4 separate regions of the Danio rerio genome follow, and regions 1, 2 and 3 are each linked to region 4. A link is a contact called in public HiCAR-type and HiChIP or PLAC-seq data. All regions are on one chromosome and are shown on one strand. The core of a region is the stretch at or near the end of the contact, and the rest is flanking DNA. Distances in the headings are between cores, read along the strand shown. Region 1 holds the start of npm1b (nucleophosmin 1b). Region 2 holds the start of fgf24 (fibroblast growth factor 24). Region 3 overlaps npm1b (nucleophosmin 1b). Region 4 holds the start of pcgf1 (polycomb group ring finger 1).

Region 1 (6,145 bases), core at 229-2,728, 240 kb before region 4:
CAAATAATAATGATTCTAAATACTTTTTGTCTACATTATAACACTTTCAGCAATATTAGAATACTGCAGATGGCTGTTAACAGTAAGCGTTTAAAACTGAATAAACATGATAGAAAAAAATACAGTAAAACCTTGCAACGAGGTAATAAACTAACCAAGGTGGTGTTTATTTATTTATTTAGTAAGTCAGTTAGTTAGTTATTAACTACTACTTCTACTAAGTTAACAATAACAATAACTAGCACTAATAATGATGCTATCGTTTTATTATCTGGGGATGCATGTAAACATGTCTAAAATCACACAGCTAATTAAACCCATCCTCATACAAAACACAAATCAACACGATGTTGTTGAGCAGACAAAAAAGATTTGGCGTTTTTGCCATAGATATATAGACTAGATGTCGCCTGGCCTATTGTTGTCTATTGGACGGAGTGCGTCAATAGCGCCGCCATCTTGCTACAGGGTAGCGCTCCTTTGAAATGAATGCGGGACCACGGTACAATTGAGGACTGTGGCCATGCAAAGACAGAGATATACACATATACACATATATCTGTGATCGGGAGTTTTCCTGGATGTTAGTATGTAATTTTTTTTCTAATTACAAAAATTATAATTTTACATCACTTTTCTACATTGATAGATCAGTGACCGCACGGGAATTCCTGACAAAAAGCTTGTGTTTGTGTGTACAGAAATGTACTATTCACCCTCCCTGTTAAATTTGATCTAATCATGTCCTGAAACACACATCCTCTCCTGCTTTCACTTCTCATACTGACGGAGGGAGCGATTCGTTTGTGAATGAATCCCCCGAACGACTCTTTCACTAACGTTAGCCGACAATAATACAAGTTTCTGGCAGCGCAGCATCTCGTTGTCATATTTCTTTTGCATTGTTTGCTGATTTTATTCAACAAAACTAGCATAAGCCGAGTGTTTAGTGCGAGTTGGAGCTGCTTTGCCGTATGGTGAATGCAGTAAGTGACTGTTATCCTCAATAACGTTACCTGATTAGCATAAAAGTTCAGAACATACAAAAACAGAAAAAAACACAATATTACCTATGAAATGTTTTGCCTTTGTGCTTTATTTTCTTTGTTTGCTCGTTACTACACCCGTAGACAGCGCTAAAGTCCCGCGTCTTCACGTAATAACACTGTCTTGACTAGTGCGGTTGAATGACATTTGTCCTGGGAGCACTGTACCAATGTGGCGGCGCTAATGACGCATGCTCAGGGTCCCTATGCGATATCTAGTGTTTATATCTATAGTTTTTGCAAGGCAAATATAGTGAGGATTTATCAAATGGCTCCATCGTGAGGACAAACGAGGTAGTGGACGCACGAAAAAGAAACAAAGGGCTTTACATGATCACCGACCGTGCATACTATTGGACGACGCTATTGAAAGCCCGCCCACTTCTACACTCTCATTCGTCCATTTCGATGTCAATCAACACGCCGGAACTACGTTTAACAGGACCTGTGCGCGCAAAAATGGAGGATAACATTAAAGACCTCAGCCGACCCCAGATGTATTTGTTTGGTGAGCTGAATTAAAATCACACGTTGCATAACCATATATATGCGACAATTCGTCATATGCAATCAAACGATAAGCTCCTACTGCTGCATTGCACTGTAATACAAGAGTTGTGGCTAATGCAGCTAGCCACATGTATTGGCTCTGCCTTTGTGTTTAGTCTAATGTTTATATATGCGATATAATGGGCTGGAGGACTGGGGATAGTTATATTTCATGTATTTATTTTCTATTTATAAAGGATGTTGTTTATTTTGTGGGATTTTTGGTTGCATAAAATGGGTTTTTCTAAAGTTTATCACGTGTTTACAACATTTTTGAATAAAGTATTAGTTTTTGATTAAGGTAAAGTTGGTTTTATATTCGCACATTCATATTTTCATCTTAATATCATTTCAAAAAAGTATTCTTTGCAAATTCTAAATAGTGAAATCATATTAGCAGCCAATCAAAATACTACAATGTTTACAGTCAATTAAATAATGATAATGTTGTTTTGAAGTCATACTTGCATGTAATTTCAGTCCGAATAATCAAAGTACCATGGTAAACAAAACTGAGCTGTCACTTAACGAATGTGCGAATATAAAACCAACTTTATTCTCAATTTAGTTTTGCTGTCTTCCTGTAGGTTGTTCGTTAAAGGCTGACAAGAAAGAGCACAAAGTTGACCTGGATGATGATGAGGCTGAACATCAGCTGTCACTTAAGTCGGTGAGGAAGATGAATATTTGACAAAAGTCTAATATTGCCATATAGGCAGTGGTGTAAAGTAATATCAAATACTCCAATTACTGTAATTGAGTAGTTTTTCTCAGGAATTGTAATTTTTAAAGTAGTTTTAGAAATGTGTAGTTGTGATATTGATGCTAAAACAATATTTTGTGCAGCTGTATTCTGTTTTACAACACTTATTTTCTGTATCACAATATAGATTGTGTCAAAGCTGCATTACATGAATGAACAGGAAAATGATAACAAGCCATAGCAGTATTTCTTTTGTGAGGCACTATGCTAATGATGCACTGTATATTTCAGACAAGTCGTTTTGATTGTCTGTAAACTGGCAATACCACATCTCTCACCTCTTCACCCGTGTTCTCAGGTGTGTTTGGGTGCCGAGGCGGAGGATAAATTCCACACCGTGGAGATGGAGGGATTGACTTACGATGGCAAAACCACCAAAATCACACTTGCTGTATTGAAACCATCCGTTCTGCCTTCTGTAAGTGTTCTAGAGTTCATTTCCGTTGGGTTTTGTGTTATAAACAGGTGTAAAAAAGTTTGTAAATAGCATCACAGTGTAAAAAAAATTTTGTTACAAGTGTGTGTGTGTGAATGTGAGAGTGTTTGGGGGTTTCCCAGTACAGGGCTGCAGCTGGAAGGCCATCTGCTGCGTAAAACGTATGCTGGAATAGTTGGCGGTCCATTCCGCTGTGGCGAGCCTTGATAAACAAGGGACTAAGCCGAAGGAAAATGAATGAATGAAGACCCTTGTAAACAGCTGATATTATTCCGTCTTTAAAATACATCTTGCCGATAAACTAGTGATATTTGGGATCTTATGTAATTTAGAAAAAAAACAAGTTTTTTCTAAGTTCCAAGTATTTAGCTCAATATTTTTATACTTTTAGCTGACTTTTAGTATTTAATAGTATTGTCAGAGTATTAAATTGTAATTGAAGTACTGTGAATGGAACCTTTATTTAGATATCTACTATGAAATTAGTTTGAAAAAATCTAATAAATTATGAAATGAAAAATATGTGGAAACCCTGCACACCCCAAGTAATTCAATTCAATTCAGCTTTATTTGTATAGTGCTTTTACAATGTAGATTGTATCAAATCAGCTTCACATAAATGGTCATAGTAACTCAGGGCTCGAAATTGCGACCATTTTGGTCACATATGCGCCCGAAAATTAATCTATGCGACCTAATAATATATTTTGGCGCATTAGTGCGACTACAGATAATGGTTGTAGTGCGACCTGTTTTGATTTTTTGTAAAAACGTGCTGAATCGCTCTTCCCTGCCGCTATATTGGTTCCTATTAGCTGTCAATCCCTTAAGACTTTCCGCTGTTAGATGACAAGGAAGGAGCTTTTACGACCACGGGAAATACAAACGGCTGAAGAGTAATAACTTAAAGCACACAGGTTTGCAAACCCCATCTAAAGTTGAGGGCGCAGATGAGAGCGATCATGACGTGGTGAATATTGATCCGCCAGCTGAGATCAATCGAGTACGTGTTTTTCGGAGAAGGTGCCCGAATCTCGATGCGTTGCATTCACTGCGTGTTCAGCGCAAATGTCCGCTAAAAGTCAAATCTAATACTGTACATATCATCGTCAAAGGAGCTCGCCTTTACTAAGTTTACACTGAAACTGCGGCTCATCATAACAACGAACGGTATTGCGTCGGTGGTCATCGCAAGAGTACTGCTCTGCCTGCTCATAAATTGGGTCGGCTGACTCGCCTGCTTTTCACTAACACAGAAAAATGAAGATCAGCCAGTCTGAGCTCAGACTAAACCTTTAAATTGACACAAACTGAAACCAAAACTTTTAAAGAGTGATAGAAGTGAGACTTTACTTACTTTATCTTGTCTATTCTTTTTTGAGGTGTATATTATTTTTTATTTATTTACTGATGACTGTTTTGCAGCTTTCAGCTTTGAATTGAATTATTTATTATAATATTTTGTTTGTTTTGTAGCAGAAATATTATTTATTAAATTGACATGCATATAAAAACAGCAGTACAAAATCCATATTTCTTACTGCAATGCTTCATTTTTGTTTGATGCAAACTATACATTTATTTTTCATAAAGTAACAGACTTTTTATAGCAGATATTCATGCACGTCATTTAAGGCAGCATCATAATGAGAAATGTAATTCATTGTTACTATTATTGTCATTTTCATCATCATTAATATTCTATAATTATTAGACATTCATTTTAGAATTATTGCACACAAATATCAATGTCATCACAAAGATAGTTGTTTCTGTTTTTTGTTAGTCCTGTTGATGTTGTTTTAAAATACAGCAGCAGTGCTCATTCATTTTTGATGGGTGCTCCTAAATTTTTTCTGGTGCTCCTAAATTTTTTCTGGTGCTCCTAAATTTTTTTGGTGCTCCTAAATATTTGAAGTTGAGAGCACCGGTGCTACCAAGTAAAAAAGTTAATTTCGAGCCCTGTAACTGGATCAGGGTAGTTCAGTTTTTAGTGTTTAAGTTCAGTTCAGTTTAGCTCAGTTCAGTGTGGTTTGAAATACTTGTTCATCAATTATAAGAAGTCATTTTTTTATAATTAATACAACATCTCTAAGTACGATTTTGTTTAGTTTTTTGTAACTTTGTGGAAAAAGCACTTAAAAACCATTTGTGGTGTTAAACATTTTCAAATAATATAGAGTAACAGTATTAAGAATTATTATCATTATTAAATAAATAAAATATACCATAACAATGGTTAGTTAATTAGTGGGACCTCATTGCAATTTTTTACAATATTCTATTATATTTAGTTCAGTTGTTAACACTTAATCATTATTAAATCACACATCTTCAGTATTCTAATATTGCTGCATGCACTTATCTGCCAAAGGTGCAGTAGGTGATCTTTCACAATGCTAACAGCTTAGCATAAATCTCTGAATCACACTCCCTCCCCTGCCGTCTAGAGCCACACCTCCCTAAATACGAGCACAGCAAAAGAACCCTCTCTCATGTGTTTAAAAGCGACTAGTGCTTGTCCGACGGCGAGAAAGCCAAACTGACATGCTATTTCAGAGTGAATATTTAGAGTTGCATGGTAAACAATACAGGGAGAGACTAGGCGGAATAGCGCTATTTACTTGTGTTTTGTTGTTAAACTAATTAAAATCTACATTATAGATGCTGTAAAAGGTCCCTTATGAAACTGGAAAATAGTCTTATCAATCTTTTACCGGAAGATTTTAGTGACTGAACGACAGTTCTGTGAAGATATAATCCATTTGTAACAACATCTAACGTTACATCAGCTTTACGTGAAGCTCAAATAGTTTTAAAACAAAACAGCACTTGCTAAGAGAAATCCTTCAACCATTGTTTCATCCTTTTTCCAGCGTGCAAAGGTAACTCCAATATTGATTCAGGTTTTTAAAAAGTTTCGATTCGGCAGGTTTTCACCGATCGCGCGCGCCTTCTCTCTTGAACGTGTGGCACCAACAGCGGTCGGTGAGGATGCGTACAAACGGCTGCGCAGTTGTTCAACTCTGCATTTGCTGACAGACAGTTTTGCCTACTTATCGGAATTATGAGAGATGTCGGTCTGACTCTATTTAATTGGATGAACATTTTTTAGTTTTATGCCTTACCCAAAATATAAAAATACATATAAATACATTTAGATCATTTACTTAAATTATTACTATTGAATTGTGACGAGACTTTCAACCAGCACAACACAAAATGCTTCTGAAGACAATCACCTACTGCACCTTTAAGTGTTATTATGCCCTCGGTAACACCATGAATCTAGTTTATACTCTGGCATGTTTGGGTGTTCTGTGGTATTTTGAGAATGCGTCTAATAAAAAT
Region 2 (6,330 bases), core at 836-3,335, 140 kb before region 4:
AACAACACAATTCTTGAGATTTTATATGTTCAATCCAGATAAATTTGCTAAAAGTGCTAAGTTAACTTAATAGATTTGTATTGGGACAACATGAATGAATTGTGTGGAACCCTGCATTTTTTACAGTGTCGGAAAACAAGTACTATTGAAGTCAATGATTTCAGGTTTCCAACATTCTTCAAAATATCTTCTTTAGTGTTCAACAACAGAACAAACAAACAAACAAAAAACACTTGAAAGAAGTCAAGGATGAGTAAACATTGACAGAATGTTCATTTTTATAGGTGAACTGTCTCTTTAAGAAATATGTTGCTGTATAGGTGTAAAAAATACAGTAAAATGCATCAAATAAAATGTCAAAAATATGAGTTCAATTGTGTTCAATCTGTATATATATATATATATATATATATATATATATATATATATATGTGTGTGTGTGTGTGTGTGTGTGTGTGTGTAGGCACTATTTAATTATTATACATACTCTAACTTTTGCTTAATAAAATATATAAGAACAAGGAATAATTCAAAGTAATGTTATTACAATTTACATGAATTATAATATGCATAATAAAAAAGGGCATTTCTGACAAATTTTGGTACAACCTAGTTGTTTGAAACATAGTGGCAAAGTATAAAGATTTGAAATGAAAAAAAAAATCTGTAAATTTAATGGTTTATTTCCTGGGGTGTCGGGGAAAAAAAAGTAAAATAACGGCTGTTAAATTACAGAAATGTAAAAAATGTAAAATGTAAAAAGAAATTTTAATTTCTGGTAAATTTATGTAATTCAGCCACTGTTACTTTACAGTAAATTACTGTATTTCAGCCTCTGTTATTTTACTGTAATTTTTTTGTAATTTAAAGGCTGTTATTTTATGTTTTTTTTTTCCGACACCCCAAAAAATAAACCATAAAATTACGGATTTTTCATACAAGCCCGGAAATATCAACGTATTAAAATCCAGGGCTTTTAATATGTCATTAAAATTGTTGTTCTAAATACATGACAGGATTTATTTATTTATTTATTTGTTTATTTATTTATTTGTTTATTTATTTATTTTGGATATTTGAAATTATGGTACTCTGAATTACATTTTAGTATTTTTTAAGTGCATTTAGATAAAAAAAAACAGCTTGCCGAAGCAGTGTCACTATATATATATATATATATATATATATATATATATATATATATATATATATATATATATATATATACTCACTGGCTCACTCACTATTAAATTTAAACACTGTAAAACCCAACAGTCAAATTTATCAAATGAAATGAGTGTAGTTAACTCAAAATTTACTGAAAGTTAATTTTACTCATTTGAAAAGAGTTTTGAACTCAGTGTTGAAGGTACCTGATTACTTTAACTTAAATGGAGCAGGTTCACATATAGATTAGTTTTTTTTTTTTTTTACTCAAATGGTTTGTTGCAATCGATTTCCTCAAATGGTTTGAGTTGCCTTAAATTATTGGGTTTTACAGTACTCAGTTGTTTGAGTTCTCTTTATTTATCGGGTTTATGCTCAAATTGCTTCGTTTACTCAAATGGATTAAGTTCACAGTACTCATTGGGCTTAGTTTTTGAACCTAAATGGTTTGTCGCAATCGGTTTCCTCAAATGGTTTGAGTTACCTTAACTTATTGGGTTTTACAGTGTTGTAGACTTTTTTAGTACACTGCATGAATCCATAACCGACCTTTAATGAATATTATCGGCAATAAAAAAACATTGATTGTCAGTATATGTATTTTTAGCTTCGCACAAGTGTAACGCCTCTTTCTCTTTACCCCATCAGATGAGAATTTGGTTATCTCAAGCCCGCGTGTCTGGTTTTGCTCAACTGAAATGCACCTGTTTACGAGTTCGCATGTGAAATCCGCCAGGAATTCTCACAGAATCGCATCGACTCGACGAACGAGCTCGAGAAAGTCGGAGAAGCGCAAAGCAAGCGGCGCCCAGACTGAGGGAAAGCGCATTCCGCGCACCGATGGACTCTCTCGGATCACCCTATCAGGTGCAAAACCACTGACAGGTTTCCACCCACCACCAACCCAAAACCCCTCAGTGCGCTCCAGCCCTCCGCAGCACACAGACATACACAGTCCTGTACCATCATCCAGCGCTCATCCAGGATTTGCCACGCGACTTTCCCTGTACAAACCACCCGGATAACAGTAAAGAAAATGTAAAGAAGAGACTTCTCGAAAAAAAAGATCATCTATCCTGACAACTTTAGGACTAGTTGGGAAAGTTTTCCTCTTGAACAGCGGGCACACGGGACGCTTGGAATGAGGCGCGCGCTTTCAGGTGTCTTCAGCAGGTACGAGCAGGATTTATATCGTTTTTATATCGCGTGCTGGATCGAGAAGAAGCAGTGAAGTTCACGGATTGTTCGCCGAGAAGGAGACACCCCGATTGAACCTTTAACCGATTCAATCTTTGCGCGCTTTGGCGAGAGAGCGCAGCGCGCGCGGACACCACCGGGGAGACGTCGTTTTGCGTTTGTTCCGATCTCTTTTCAAACGCGAAACAGCCTCATGCTGCTTCCAGCGGCACATTTACGCTTCCCTCATCTCTGTTTTCCCTGGGATTGCACCTCTCCTCCGGGGTTTTGTTTGTGAGACACTGGCGGGGCTCCGCGCGCCACTTACTGGAGCGGCAAACGCTGGAAACAGGTGTATTTGACCAAGATGTCTGTTCTGCCGTCAAGGTTCATCTACGTGTAAGGAACATTCTTAATAATATATTTGATTCGCTTTGAGCTCCTGCATTCTTGCCAATAGAAGTCGCTCAAAGCCAGCCTTAAGATGTACGGCTACATTTTTTTTTTATATCTGGTGTAATTGCTTGTGATTCACCCCTCCTTACTTCCCTTCTGTCTCTCCCTCTCATTCCCCCTCTTCTTCTTCTCTTTCCAGGTGTTTACATTTGCTGGTGCTCTACTTCCAGTTGCAGGTAAGTCTGGCTGTTTTGATTGTCATCGTGAATCTGGGTTAATGCGGGGATTATGAGGATGCGCCGCCGGTGCGCAAACACAAAGCTTGTTTAATTTGTTGTCTTAAGGTTTTTGAAAGCAGGCGCATGGGAAATCTACACCCCAGAGGCTGTGAAATTAAAAAGTGACTTTGGATTTGTTGGTGGTCTTGCCAGGGGAATAGAATTTCTCTCTTCTCTAAAAACACGTCTGGGTTTTGCATTTGTGCGTCCTTGTGTTTTATTCAGCCTGGAGAAAATTAAACTTGTCAGTTTCTAACAATACGGCTCGTGCTCGTCCAAAGCATCATTGTATCTTTCAGAACAGTTAGTAAACAGTTCGTTTTGAGAGATTTAACGCTGGAGATTGACGTACGTGATATGTGCATTTTGTTTTTTAATGAACTCGTGACCTTCTGGTTTTGTGCTACGTTTATTTAACATGCAAAAGGATGAACACTGTTGTCTGCCATGAAATTAAAAGAAAAGAACATTAAGACAAGACTGACAGATAATTTGTTTTTTGTTTTAATTTGAAGAGTTCATATACAAAAAGCTCTAAGTGCCATATGAATTTTTGCTATAAAATTAGCATTTTTTTTCCAAGCTATTGTGTGTAGGTTCAGTAATTTGAATTTTAGAGCAAATAATATGTTATTTTTATTGCCTTTAAAGTGAAATAACTGAACATAAACACAGAAGGCTGAGAAAAATGCTCATTCAGTTGAAGTCAGAATTACTTGGCCCCTTTGATATGTTTTTCTTTTTTAAATAATTCCCAAATAATGTTTAACAGAGCAAGGAAATTTTTACAGTGTGTCTGATAATATTTTTTCTTCTGGAGAAAGTCTTATTTGTTTTATTTCGGCTAGAATAAAAGCAGTTCTTAATTTTTTAAAAACCATTTTAAGGTCAAAATTATTAAGGTCAAAATTATTAGCCCCTTTAAGCCATATATTTTTTGATAGTCCATGATTAAACTATCTTTATATACATAAACGTACAATTATGTGCTCATACAGTATGTCTTTATAAAAATGTATGTCTATATGTCTATATAAACATAAAAAAAATATTATACATATAAATACAGTTGAAGTCAGAATTATTAGCAGAATTATTGTTTATTTTTTCCCCCAAATTTCTGTTTAAAAGAGAGAATATTTTTTAGCACATTTCTAAAAATAATAGTTTTAATAACTCATTTCTAATAACCGATTTATTTTATCTTTGTCATGATGACAGTAAATAATATTTGACTAGATATTTTTTAAGACACTTCTATACAGATTAAAGGGCAATTTAAATGATTAATTAGGTTAATTAGGTTAGGTTAATTAGGCAAGTTATTGGACTATCGAAAAGAAAAATTTATGGTATAAGGGGGCTAACAATTTTGACCTTAAAATGGTGTTTAAAAAATTAAGAACTGCTTTTATTCTAGCCGAAATAAAACAAATAAGACTTTCTCCAGAAGAAAAAATATTATCAGACATACTGTGAAAATTTCCTTGCTCTGTTACACATCATTTAGTAAATATTTAAAAAAGAAAATAAAAAATCAAAGGGGGGCTAATAATAAATTCAATGTTTTTAAAAATGAAAACAGCTAGATGACAAAACAGATTGCTCTGTCTTTCTTACGTAATCATGAAATTAAAAGCAACTTCAATTGAATAAACTAAGATTAAACCAAAAACAACAACAAAAAATTGTAGGGCTAGCTACTTTAAAATAAACATAAACATTGACTGAAATAAGCAATGCATGACTTGAAATAAGGATTAGATTGATTAAAACCCCACACAGATAGGTTTGTTGGTGAAATAAAATTAACAAAACGGTAAATCTAAGGCAGCTAAATGACCAAACAACTTGCAATTCCTTTGAGATGTCATTATAGGTTAAGACCAGGTGCGATCTCAGGCTTTCAAAAGACTCTGAAGAAAGTGACTAATCCTTTAAACTGTGCCAACAAAATATACCTTAACAAGAGTGTAATAAGATATGTGCAGTTTCTCAAGATCCGTCTTTGCTGACAGATGTACGTATATTCCTCACAAGGCGGGAAAAACTAAATAAGAGCCTTTTATTTTATTTATTTGTTCTTTTGGCAAATGGGTCAAGGCATAGCGATTATAAAACTTGAATCAGAGTGTCGTAACAGAAGGGGCCGATCACCCCTCGAACCAGGAACAAAAGCCGCCGGTTTGAAGAAACGAGACCCGTGGCGGTTATATAATTCTGCACCATCAGTTTTGTTCCAAAGCGGTTGGCGCAAACAAAGCTTTAGTGTGGAACAGCCTGCTTTCTGTGTAAGGATGAGTGTAGTACTTCTTCAGGTCACTGATAAACACTTAGTATACACCCTTTTTTTGCTTTGCCCCTGCTGCATTGCATAAATTATGGGAATAACTTCTGTTAAACAATCAGAGAAATGTTTAAATAATTTGGATATTGAGGAGGCTTTATTCTCCTCACAGATCATCCATCAAATATTAAAAGACAGCTCATTGGATTTAACAAATTACCATTAGCAGACTTTAAATAAGCCCCAGAATGTGATGTATATTGAATATTGCTGTACTGTATCACTATATAAAAGAGCTTTGGCTACAGGTACAGTAGAAGTCAAATTATTTGCCCTACTGTGATTGTTTTTCAAATATTTTCCAATTCAAGTTTAACAAAGCAGGGAGTTTTGCACAGTATCTTCTATAATATTTTTGGTTTTGGAGAAAGTCTTATTTGTTTTATTTCGGCTAGAATAAAAGCAGTTTTTTTTTTATTTTTAAAGGTGAATATTATAAGCCTTCCTAAGTATTTTTGTTTTTAATTGTCTACAGAACAAACCACTGTTATACAATGACTTGCCTAATTACCCTGACTTGCCTAGTTAATCGAATTAAGTCTTAAAGGCTGAATACTAGTATCTGAAAAATATCTAGTCAAATATTATGTACTGTCATCATAGCAAAGATGAAATAAATCAGTTATTAGAAATGAGTTATTAAAACTATTGTGTTTGTAAATGTGTTGAAAAAATCAGCTTTCTTTCAAACAGAAATTAGGGGAAAAATATACAGGGGGGCTAGTAATTCAGACTTCAACTGTATGCTTGTTATACCAATAACACAGATCGTAAGTTAATTATTATAAATCAATTGACCGAAAACTCACCAACATTAATAAAACAGATTGATGCATACTTGATACAGCAATATAAATAGACACTGTATATCTTTGTTTCCAAGAAATATGGTGCAAGTATGAGTGTACAACTACCTCTGATCATGAATTAAGATTAAATAGGTGGATCAAAACAGCTACTGAAGCT
Region 3 (5,958 bases), core at 1,026-3,525, 180 kb before region 4:
GTGATTTATCCACGCGTTCTGCGTCTGGTGTGAACACAGCATAAGACTTATTTTAACGTTGTCCCTCCTCCGACCACATGACCTAAACACAGGTTACCAGTCAGTGTGCTGGACGATCAAGCCTTATACCATAGTCACACGAGAGTTTGAGCTTGAGAAATTCTGTCGTACGAAGCTGCGAAAAAATGCGGGATTAAACAAGTGGATTAGACATTTTTTTTAAAAAGTGAATGATTGGTCTGGATTTGTATGAAAACAATGTACGTTAATAAAATTGTACCGCTGGTTGAATTGAACAAGTTAAAGTAAATATGTGCATACTTTGCCTTCTTTGATATACTGTAAAATAAAAAGATGTAAAGAAGAACAATTGCCAGTGAATTCACTTAAGTTTCCCAAACTGCTTTTTGCTGTTCTTATCTGTTCAACCTTTGGTTTGGTTTAGCAACTTTTGGTTGGGACAGAACAATAATAATAACTATTGTTATGCTTATTGTTTATGGTATTTTCATTACAGTTTAAAGTCCCCCTTTAATATGTACAACAAGACACAAAAAGATCAAGTTTTGACTGCATAAACTCTGTGGAAAAGTGTGTGTCTAATGCTCGGCCATACACACAACAGCCACAGATAGATTTCAGCAGCTGTGTGACACAATCCATGTGCTCATTTGCATCATCACTGGTGACAGGTAATGCTTGAAATATAAACGCCATGTCTGGTGTCCTAAAAAAATAATAATAATAAAAAAAAATAATAATACTACTACTAATACTTCCCTTCTTAGACTTTACAGACCTGAAACTTGCCTATAGCACTTATTCATTGTTGCTCTTGGTTGTGTAAATTGCTTCCTTGTCCTCATTTGTAAGTCGCTTTGGATAAAAGCGTCTGCTAAATGACTAAATGTAAATGTAAGATGCATCAATTACAGTTGAAGTCAGAATTATTAGACCCCCTGAATTATTAGCCCACCTGTTTAGTTTTTCCCCAATTTCTGTTTAACGGAGAAGAGTTTTTTCAACACATTTATAAACATAATCGTTTTAATTACTCGTCTCTAATAACTGATTTATTTTATCTTTGCCATGATGACAGTAAATAATATTGGTCACTTTATATTAAGTGCCCTTAACTAATATGTACTTACACAGGAATTAATAGTTTGTTACAATGTACTTATTGTGTAAATACATGCATTTATTGTGTTCTTATGCTTGATTAAATACCTGTATGTATTTACATCTGTAGTTAACTTCTGTAATTACATTTGTAAATACACTGCTGACCATTCCCTACACCTTAACCCACCCTTAAACCTACCCATACCACCAAACCTGTTCATAACCCAACCTCTATCCCAACTCAAGAGCACCACAAGTGTTCTCAAATACATTATGAACACAGTAAGTACATTGTATTTATTTTTTGATGCAAGTAGATAGTAGTTAAGGCCACTTAAAATAAAGTGGAACCATAATATTTGACTAGACATTTTTGAAGACACTTCTATACAGCTTGAAGTGTCATTTAAAGGCTTATTTAGGTTAATTAGATTAACTAGGCAGGATAGGGTAATTAGGCAAGTTATTGTACAATGATGGTTTGTTCTGTGGACTATCAAAAAAAAAAATAGTTTAAAGGGGCTAATAATTTTGACTAATAATTTCTAGCTGAAATAAAGCAAATAAAACTTTCTCTAGAAGAAAAAATATTATCAGACATACTGTGAAAATTTCCTTGCTCTGTCAAACATCATTTGGGAAACATTTTAAAAGAAAAAATAATTCAAAGGGGGGCTAAAAATTCTGACTTCAACTGTTTGTCAGGTTTCCACTCTTTTAAATCCACCCTCTATGAATTGTCAGTCATTGAAATGGCCTCCCCGCCAATTTGAGTTTGAGACCCCTGCTTTAAAGAGTCCTAAATATACATACAGCAGCTTTAAACAAATAAAAAAAGCAAAACGTAAAGCAAGAAACATAAACATGGATCAAAATGTATGCATAAACAAGACAGCAAGGCAGCACAGTAGGTTTTGGAACGGAGTTGACATGTTTTTGTGTTGTTTTTTTACGCTCGGTAAAGAGTTATGAGCTCTTTGATGCATTGCGCCATGTGCATCTCTACTAAAACAAGGCATGCGAGTCTTCACAGTGCAGGTGTCCTCTCAGATGTGCAGTGTGTGTGTGCGAGCGTGAGTGTGTTTTCCAGGGAGCATAGCAGGCAAAGAGGTGTGAGACATGTCTTTGTCAAAAAGAGGCACTAGTCATACCCTCTGGTATGTACACCGACTGCACCCCCTTCCTCTGGGCTGTAGTTTTACCCCAGACACTGTGCTAATGTGGAGCTTTTGGTCCAAACTGACTCACGCGGCTCTAATTATTAAGCATCTAAATGAGTCGCTACATCAGAGAAACTCTGTTCCAGCTTTACCAGCTCATCCTTTTTCCCCTCCCTCTCTCTCTCTCTCTCTCTCTCTCTCTCTCTCTCTCTCTGCTATTTGTTTTCTTACAGGTGATCAAAGACCTTTGGAACTTTGTACAATCACTAAAAAAGTAATGGCTGCTCTGCGCTCCCCGTCCAGTCCCAGTGCAGCAGAAGTCTGCGGTTCGCCAGTAAACGGCACTTCAGCTGTACGATTCTGGCCTCTTCCCGTGTTAATGCGATCCGCCTGCTCTGCTCTTCTCTGTCGAGCAGAAGAGTCCTCGGCAGGGGTTACAGATATCATGCATCATCTTTTATATTCTTTATTTTGTTTTTAAATGATGGATTTTTTTTTTTTTTTTAGGTCCTCAATGGTTTCTTATAGTGGTATGCTTTTTAAAGGTGTCTCTTGGTAACTCACAAAATTGTTATCAAACATTTCCAGATCTTATTTAATTAAAATTGGTTAAGAGGGTGGAAAATAAAAATAAAGTGTTTAGTTTGAAGTAAATTAATCCTATTTTAAACTTATGCCTAGTGCATAATAACATTTTCCCCATTTCTCATTATCATAAAGCAAAAAAAGTGAATGAAATATTGTCAGATTTATAGACCATAGAATCATTTTTTTTTACACACTGAGTTATTTGAATATATTTTTTTAATTATATAAAGGAGTCAGTGTAAAATTAGTGGGGAAATGTTTATGTAAAATAGGTAAATGGTCATAAAAATAATCTTTGTTTTTCTAATATAATATATATATATATGTGTGTGTGTGTGTGTGTGTGTGTGTGTGTGTGTGTGTGTGTGTGTGTGTGTGTGTGTGTGTGTGTGTGTGTGTGTGTGTGTGTGTGTGTGTGTGTATAATAAAACAGCTAAGAAAAATATATATATTTTTGTGTGTTTGTGTTTTTTATTTATTTATGAATAAATAAACACTCTAAAACACTAAATATATATATTTATTTAAAAATTATAATAAAAAACAGGCTAAAAACACACACACACACAATATATATAGCGTTTATATATATAAACGCTAAAATATATAAATATATTTTCTTGTGTGTTTTTACCATGTTTTTTATTATAATTTTAAAAAAATTAAAAACACCAAAAATGTGTATTTTTTGCAATATATATATATATATATATATATATATATATATATATATATATATATATATATATATATATATATATATATATATATATTATATATATATATATATATATATACATATATATACATATAATTTTAATATTAAAATAATAATAATATAATAAATATATTAAATAATATTATATATTAAATAATAATAATTAATTTAGTATTAAAAAATTATATATATATATATATATTTTTTTTATATTATTATTCATATAAAAATTATAATAAAAACACTACAAATTTGTTTTAATTAATTAATATAAATTCTAATTAAAAGAAAACACGCTAAAACACACACACACACACACACACAAATATGTTTATATGTTGTAATTTATGTTATATATTATAACATATAAATATTATAATATATTTTTTTATATAATTTTTTTACAAAAAGTAATTTTTAAAAAACACACAATCACTATACATATATTTACAGACAACAAGGGGTATTTTTATGACCATTATATTATTTTTGAGACCAATTGTTTTTTTTTTTTTTTTTTTTTTTGAAAAAATCTGATCTTGGTTATGAGTTTGTGAGTGCCACTCTTAAATATAAAACTGATATTGGCTGCTGCTGGTTTATCTCAGTTTTTGTTTTTTTACTATCATTTTTTTTTTAAAGCTACAAAACTCCTGTTAGCTATCTTAAACAAAACACCCCTTTTTTGCACTAGCAGCCCAAGACCAATTTGTTTCTGGCGTATATTTAAAACCATAATCACTGTAAACCGTCCTCCTTAATTTCTTTGTGTTAAGATGGCAGCTGAAGTGTAATAATGTCAAAGATTATTTCAGAAGATTCCGTCTGGTTCTTAGTATTGAGTGCAGCCCTCAGGATCATGCAGATGCAGACGGCCTTGAACATGTCAGATGTACTATTAACTCAAGTGCTACAGACTCTCCCATTTAAATCACGTCGAGAAGTGCGGTCAGAATGTTATTCCTTGTTGGAAAAAAGGAGGAAAGTTAGTCAAGTGTTCAGCTCATTAAACATGACAGCAAGGATGTTTAGTTGATTTGGTGCTTTGAAATCAAACGTTTGGTAAATTGTTCTTTTGTTGTATTGGTTTTATTTTTGCACTAAATCATTTTAATTGTTTTTTTTTTTTTTTAATTAATCAGAATAATCTGTCCTTGTTTTAATTAGTTTGATGAATACTAGTGAAACTGGTACAAATGTATTTGTTTAGTTTTTTTACACCATGTATATGTTGCAAGCAAGCAGTGTGTCTGTTGGAAAACTACATTGTTTGTTGGTTTACACTGAGATCAGTCTAGTGTTGTAGCATCATGCTGTTTGGTTGCAGTGTTAGATTGGGTTTCATGCCTTGGAATGAAAAAGAGTTAATCCATCCTTAGTTAGTACATTGAATAAATACTGAATAACAAATTTTGTCTGTGAATTTAAATAATGTAATGTTGCCTGTCATCTACACTGTCCTTTAAACTTTCAATGAAGATAACCGATGCCCAGTTTACACCTGATATTAAGTTGTGGTTTTGTCCGTTTAATTACAACTCGGGTCTTAAAGTTAAGGTCAGAATTATTAGCCCCTCTGTTAATTTTTCCCTCATTTAATTGTTTAACGGAGAGAAACATTCTTCAACACATATCTAAACATAATATTTTTAATAACTCATTTCTAATAACTTATTTATTTTATCTTTGTCATGATGACAGTCAATAATATTTGACTAGATATTTTTCATGACACTTCTATACAGCTTAAAGTGACATTTAAAGGCTTAACTAGGTTAATTAGGTTAACTAGGCAGGATAGGGTAATTAGGCAATTTATTCTATAAGGATGGTTTGTTCTGTAGACTTTCAAAAACCAAAATATACAAAGGGGCTAATAATTTTGACTTTAAAATGGCTTTTAAAAATTAAAAGCTGCTTTTATTCTAGCCGAGATAAAACAAATAAGACTTTCTCCTGAAGTAAAAGTTTTATCAGACATACTGTAAAAAATTCCTTGCCATGTTAAACATCATTAGGGAAAAAAACAAAAAACAAAGGGGAGATAATAAATCTGACTTCAATTATAACTGGATCTGAAATTATTTGAGCGGGAACTGACCCTAACAAATGTATGCTCATGCGGTCAAATGCAATTAAACTCTCTGCTTTAATTGTCTATTTTGCAACATTATGGTGGTATATGTATATATATATATATATATATATATATATATATATATATATATATATATATATATATATATATAAAGATTTGTCATGGAAATGTTGTCATGACAGACAAAAAGAGGTTGTGATGTTTGTCAAGTTGTCATTAAATGACAGACAGTTGTTTGACAGTTGTCAGACCTCATTCACATTCATGAC
Region 4 (6,167 bases), core at 3,013-5,512:
TCTCTTTTTCCTCGCAGGAGACACACTAAATCCCTTAATTCAGGAGGAAATAGCATCTCAGATAAGTGTTGTGGAATCCCTTTTGGAATCTCAGACAATTCATTTCGATTTTTGGGCAAGACTCTTTGTTTGAAGAATATCTAAAACTCACTCCACCGGTTACATATCTCCAGTCATCCTTTGTGAGCTCTTACACATCTTAGCGGTGAGGAAAATAAAGCAGCTTTTTAATGAATCAATGAGACGGATTGTTTCCACTTATCAAGATCTGGCTTGGGTTCAGGGTGCAGGCGGTCGGCGATTGCAATTGCTTCAGTAAAACATGCTCTGGTTCTTCTCCCTCACATGAATGAATCTCAACAAGTATTGTATCAGCCTGTGATTTCCATGACATGCGTTCATTAAAACTTCTGTACTGGATATCTCCATCCAATGGAAACCACTCCAGGTATTGGACATTAGTTTACTTTATCTTCCTCACTTTGATAGGCAGGTGAAACGATCAGATTGTTGTTTTATTTTAGATGCTAGCGAGAGGGATTGATAAGTGTCTAGACAAAATGCAACAACAACTGTTCATAAAGGTGTAGAAACAAATGCCACAGTGCGCCAAAGGGATCGGCGTCTCTTTCTTCTCTTTGATGCATTCAGCTATCGTCACAGTCTGTGGTTGTGTTCTGTCCGCCCCAAAGGCGTGATTTGTATGTGGAGTCAGGTGTTGTCACTCAGATGTGCGATGACCCCATCAGATGTCTTTGTTAAGAGAGAACACAGCTTCACAGTTCAGACTTGCAGTGTTAAAAACGTATATGATTTCTCCAGTTGCTGCCGAGTTAAACAGTGCTTCATTCAGGATCACAATGACAGTCGAGATGAGATCTTGTTTCTTTTGTGTAAAGTACTCATCGAGTCCAAACAGGTAAAAACAGGATTAATTCTAATAGGTTTTGACAGGTAAGACAAAATAGACCACCTATGAGAAAGTATTGGATAAAATGAGGAAAACAATGCACATAAAGATACTTTGTTCTACACACTAAAAGAAATGCTGTATATACAAACCCAATGTAGGGTTATTTGTTTTTATTTAAATGATATTTTTCAAACCAAACTGTTGGATTCGTCCATATTTAATGCAGCTTTGGGTTTAAGCAACCCATCTTTTATGTTGTGCAATGAATTTTCAAACACAAGAAAAAAAAAAGTTAAATGCTTTTTTCATTACTTGTGCAGACCAACTATCTACAAACTGCAAAAAGACAATCAAACATTTCCCCATTTGTGTGGTAATAATTAACCACTACTGAAGGTTTTTAAGACGCATGTGATTGTGTTCAGAAATAAACTTGAATTGCAACCAATCATGATGAATGTGCATTTGCTAAATTCCAAAAGTCATGAAAAAGAGCAGAAACCAGACTTTGAGCTGTAGAACAAGTGTGGGCTGTTCTCTTGCTTCTGAAGCATTACAGGAATCTCCGATAGCAACGTTAAAGTGAACAGGGACATCTAGTGGTTATGTTGCAGCATTACACCTTTTCAACGCATGGCCAACTAGCTATTTAAAGACCGTTGTTTTAAATTGGTTAAATAAGTAAGGTCTATAGACAACTTGTATCATTCAGTTGTGTTAACCTTAAAATAGCTTTTCAGGAAGCAATCAATCAAATTAGACAGCTACAATCAAATGTATAAGAAGCAATCAAATTGTATAAGCAATAGTTACCCAAAACTGAAAATTTGGTCATCATGTACTAACCCTTCACTTGTCACAAACATTAACACAGAATAAGTTATTTTGAAAAATGTCAGAAACCTGTAACCATTGACTTTCATATTATTTGTTTTCTATGGAAGTCAATAGTTACAGGTCTCCAACATTTTCTAAAAATAATATTTTGCTTTCAACAGCAAAATGAAACTCAAACATTTATGGAACCAATTGAGGGCAAGTAATTTTCAATTTTTGGTCTTAAAAAGAAAATGTACAATGGTTGAACTGTTAAAAATTGTATATGCTGAGGGATATTGCCCTTTCACAATATTAGTTTTACAGACTTCTTGTCATCATTATGGTTTTAGGAAAGAAAACATTTTAATGTTATTAGCCGAGTGATAAACAAACAGTTATGCAACAATCCACTAAACTGGTTGTGTGTGACACATTCAAGAACTAAGAATGTGACATCTGCACTCAATGACAGCTGAAATGTTGCAGTAAAAATAAACATGGTAATTGGTAATACATATTCTTACAGCACTCAAAACTCTTAAAAACACATATATTTTTTATTTTTTCATATTGAACTAATGGTTTCATAAAAAAGAACCTTTCACATCCAAGGAACCCTTCCAGGAAAAGAAAGAGAAAAAGGTTAATTAGATGATTCATATAAGTATATATCATTATCCGCTTTTTAAGTTGTGACGTATCGGTGACGTATGGAATACTGTTTCCGGGTGCAAGCCGCCACTCATTTGAATTAGGAAAATATTTTGTTCATGACCACTTTTTAGTCATATCACACATTAAAGTAAATTTTAGTGTACACAACAATCTCTGGACTTGCTGCATCACAAATACCAAAATGTTAAGAATTTATAAAAATTAATCACTTTCTGGTCATCTGATATTAAGCATGGATATATATATTCATGATTTTCGAAAGTATTACATCACTTTGTAAACATTTATTATTATCATTTAATAAATCTCCCCATACAGTTTGATATAGCGCTTGGACCTGGAAGCCGCTCCACGTCGACCTCGTCACACTTATACACAAGTAGATAGGGCTGGGCTGATAATCATTTATTATACAATATAAATATTATAATGATATATATAAATATTATAATGATATATATAAATATAAATAAATATATATATATATATATATATATATATATATATATATATATATATATAAATATTATAATGATTATATATATATATATATATATATATATATATATATATATATATATATATATATATATATATATATATATATACATACTGGGGGGGTATACGTCGCCCTCCCTTTTAGAGACAGACCATTTAGAAACAGGTGATTAAGAATGTAAACTTTTGGATTTCTTTTTTGAACTGTTAAACAAAGTGAAAAATAAAATAAAGTGTTGTTGTGCTGCTGATTATTGATGCTGATAATGGTAAATTATTGTCACATAATAATTGGTCAGACCTGAAAAAAAAACAAACTGCCAAAGTTCATTCATTTTCTTTTCCGCTTAGTCTCTATTAATCTGGCGTCGCCACAGCAGAATGAACCGCCAAACTATCCAGCATATGTTTTCCACGGCGGATGTCCTTCCAGCAGCAACCCATCACCGGGAAACATCCATACACACTCAATCACACACTACGGAAACTTAGCTTAACCAATACACCAATAGCGCATGTCTTTGGACTTGAAACTGAAGTACCCGGAGGAAACCCACTAGAACACAGGGAGAACATGCAGACTCCAAACAGAAATGCCAACTGACCCAGCAGAGAGTCTAACCAGTGACCTTCTTGCTGTGAGGCGATTGTGCCACCCACTGAGCCACTGTGTTGCCTGACTGCCAAAGTTATAACAAATAAAAACCATAAGGAAGAAAAGGTGTTTGTAATTGGTCAAACTCAACCAAAGGGGCAAGAATCTTTACAAAATTCATGCTTGTTTTTATAATTTCCAGCAAAATAAGTGAAATATTAGGCTGCTATTTTAATTAATACTGCTCATGCATATCTTTTAGCACTTATTCGATTCATTTTGTCAAAAAATTGACTGCTTACTAGAACAAATACACAGTTGTTTTACATCATTTAAATAAAAATCCTCATTTCACTCAGATTTAACAGCAACAAAGTGACATAATTATAATAATGCAATATTATGGTTTTAAGAAACAAGCTATAAGAGGAGGAAAATCATCTCAAATGGTTTTAGTATCAAGTCTTCAACCAAAAAAAAAGGTTCATGTTAAAAAAAATTAAGTGCTCATAATGGGTTTTTCAATGGCAGATTCGCAATTTATTCACTTTAATTTACTTTAATATCTAATTTAGTTAACCTCCGTTTAAATTCCGTCTGAAATCTGTTCCTGACAGTGGGAAGCCTATTACGCTGTCAACTACCACTTTCACAATTATGTTACTGTGAGTTGCAGCTTTCGAAAGACCCGGTGATAATGTCAGCGTGGGATGGAAATGATTGTGTGTGGAAGAACCAGCAGGTCCCCCCGCCTCTCAGCGACCGAACTCACCCACTCTCCCGTTACCCGGAAGTATGCAGAATTCCCAAAGATGGCGGAGCAAGGTCCGATGGCGATAGCTATGCGGCTAAGAAATCAGCTGCAGAACGTCTACAAGCTCGACCCTCTAAGAAACGAGGTGAGTGAAAGAAACAAAAATCGCTTCAGCGTCCCGTTCATCGCCGCTCTCCACCCGCGTGTGCTGTAAACGCGCGTGAGAGGAGCGATAATCTGTGTGGCGCGAAAGCCGAGAGATGGAGCGCGAGCCCGAGCTGCGTGTCTGCGCAGGCGTGAGTGTTGCGAAGAATCAATCCACTGTGTCTAGCGATTGTGTTTTTGTTCTCCGTGGCGAGGCTTTTCTTGTCAGATCTGGTCCAGGTCGAAGCTCGTGCCCTGTAGTTTGTCCCAACTCCAAAACTGAACACGCTGATAAAACTCTGCACTAATATAACGGTCACCCTGCATGTCTCGTGTTGCGATCTGATGTCCCACATGTTTATTAATGCGCACTGGCTCTTACGAGCGAACAAGTGCATCGATATGATATAATGCAACGTGCTTTAACTGTAGCGCGTGCCCGTGTTGACGGGATATGCGTTCACTTCAGAATCCAGTCATGGGACGTAATGTGACCCCTAAGGTGCATTTGTGTGTCTTGGCGTTTTCTTACCTCGACATCGATTCCATGTTTAATTCAGTAGCTTGTGGTGCTGGCAGTGATTGATACTAAACCCGCACTCGCGGAGATACTTTGGTGGTTCGTTTAACCAATGGCAGGTTTGTTTACAATTTTGACACCTGACTTGCTGAAAACTGAAGCGCGCTCCAAGTGAAATGAGCGTGCGTGTGATAGTTGTACGCAACAGAATTCGCTTTTGTAACTCACACAGTTGTCAGGGGTGGCTTTTAAGTCTTAAAAAAACATACTTAATCATTTAGCTTTAAGTTAATTAAGCAATTGTTACAGTTGAAATTGCTTTGGTCATATCTAGTTTGCCTTTCACTTTTAAGCAGTCATGCAGTTTGACTGTTCAGTCAAAAATAGTTTTTTTACTGACTCTCTGACCATTCAAGGTCACTTTTTTTCTCTCAGTAGGATATTAAACAAATAGAGGTAAAGTTGGTTTTATATTCGGATATTCAGACTTTCTCTTAAATAACATAATTTCAGAAAAGTATTATTTGCAAATTCTAAATGGGACAATCATATTAGCAGCAAATGACGATCAAAGTACAATATTGTTCACAGTGAATTAGATAGTGTTAATGTTGTTTGAAGTCATACTTGCATGCTAATTCCAATCGAATATTCAAAGTAACATAATAAACAGTATAGGGACTTCTAAATGAAAGAATGTGCGAATATAAAACCAACTTTACCTCTATATTAAACAAGAATCTCTGCTGAAACTGTGATCCTTCGTGATTTATAAAGCTCAAGTAAACAGTCTTTGGCTCCTGGAGAGTCAAAAATATGAGCAATTCCAGCGTTATGGATGTGACATTTGCAGTAAAAACTTATAACATAAATTTGCATAGAAAGTATACCTTAACATTATATTGAAACTTGTGTTTATCTTTTCCAAAAAACTGACCACAGAGTCATGAGATCAGAAAAATATCAGTCTGTAAACATGTTTTGTACTTTATATGAGGAAAATAAAGATGCGTTATGGATGTGACAAAAAAGTCAGCAGGTTTGCAGTACACATACTTTGTAGAAATTCTGTGAATTAAACTGCACTACGCAAAAGAAATGATGTTAATCAAAAGGATAAGAGTTGGCTCTCTATAGAACAAACATAATTTATTTTATTTTATTTAAGATTTTCACATTTATGAGGAAACAGTGTCGTCATGGACTTGACACCTCTCTGTTATGGATGTGACAGATGTGAAATTGCCAC

Evidence for each region. HiCAR-type assays count read pairs that join an accessible place to other places. HiChIP or PLAC-seq counts read pairs in DNA pulled down with a chosen protein or histone mark.
Region 1: a contact with region 4 is called in a HiCAR-type map of caudal fin, with 6 times the contacts expected there. The contact joins the promoter of npm1b here to the promoter of pcgf1 in region 4. A contact is called at or near these places in 1 of 18 Hi-C or Micro-C datasets (caudal fin) and 2 of 4 datasets of contacts at active chromatin or transcription factors (caudal fin and embryo).
Region 2: a contact with region 4 is called in an H3K4me3 HiChIP or PLAC-seq map of gastrula embryo, with 5 times the contacts expected there. The contact joins the promoter of fgf24 here to the promoter of pcgf1 in region 4. A contact is called at or near these places in 1 of 18 Hi-C or Micro-C datasets (caudal fin) and 3 of 4 datasets of contacts at active chromatin or transcription factors (caudal fin, embryo and gastrula embryo).
Region 3: a contact with region 4 is called in a HiCAR-type map of caudal fin, with 5 times the contacts expected there. The contact joins the enhancer-like site here to the promoter of pcgf1 in region 4. A contact is called at or near these places in 6 of 18 Hi-C or Micro-C datasets (caudal fin, embryo, fibroblasts and 2 more) and 2 of 4 datasets of contacts at active chromatin or transcription factors (caudal fin and embryo).

Annotation. Positions count from the first base shown.
Region 1 is chr14:6,167,752-6,173,896 of GRCz12tu, reverse strand. npm1b (nucleophosmin 1b) reads left to right here and starts at 1,478. Exons shown (of 11, transcript NM_001166155.1): 1 at 1,478-1,554; 2 at 2,183-2,265; 3 at 2,657-2,776. The coding sequence starts at 1,506.
Region 2 is chr14:6,072,240-6,078,569 of GRCz12tu, reverse strand. fgf24 (fibroblast growth factor 24) reads left to right here and starts at 2,085. Exons shown (of 5, transcript NM_182871.3): 1 at 2,085-2,742; 2 at 2,939-2,975. The coding sequence starts at 2,711.
Region 3 is chr14:6,117,093-6,123,050 of GRCz12tu, reverse strand. It overlaps npm1b (nucleophosmin 1b), which reads left to right. Exons shown (of 11, transcript NM_001166155.1): 11 at 2,519-3,185. The coding sequence ends at 2,563. Among named protein-coding and RNA genes, the nearest start is that of fgf24, 44 kb to the right of the region's middle. Within about 2 kb of position 2,275, at least 4 of the 62 cell types and tissues checked have an H3K27ac peak or open chromatin away from gene starts, as enhancers often do.
Region 4 is chr14:5,935,164-5,941,330 of GRCz12tu, reverse strand. pcgf1 (polycomb group ring finger 1) reads left to right here and starts at 4,262. Exons shown (of 9, transcript NM_001007158.2): 1 at 4,262-4,399. The coding sequence starts at 4,313.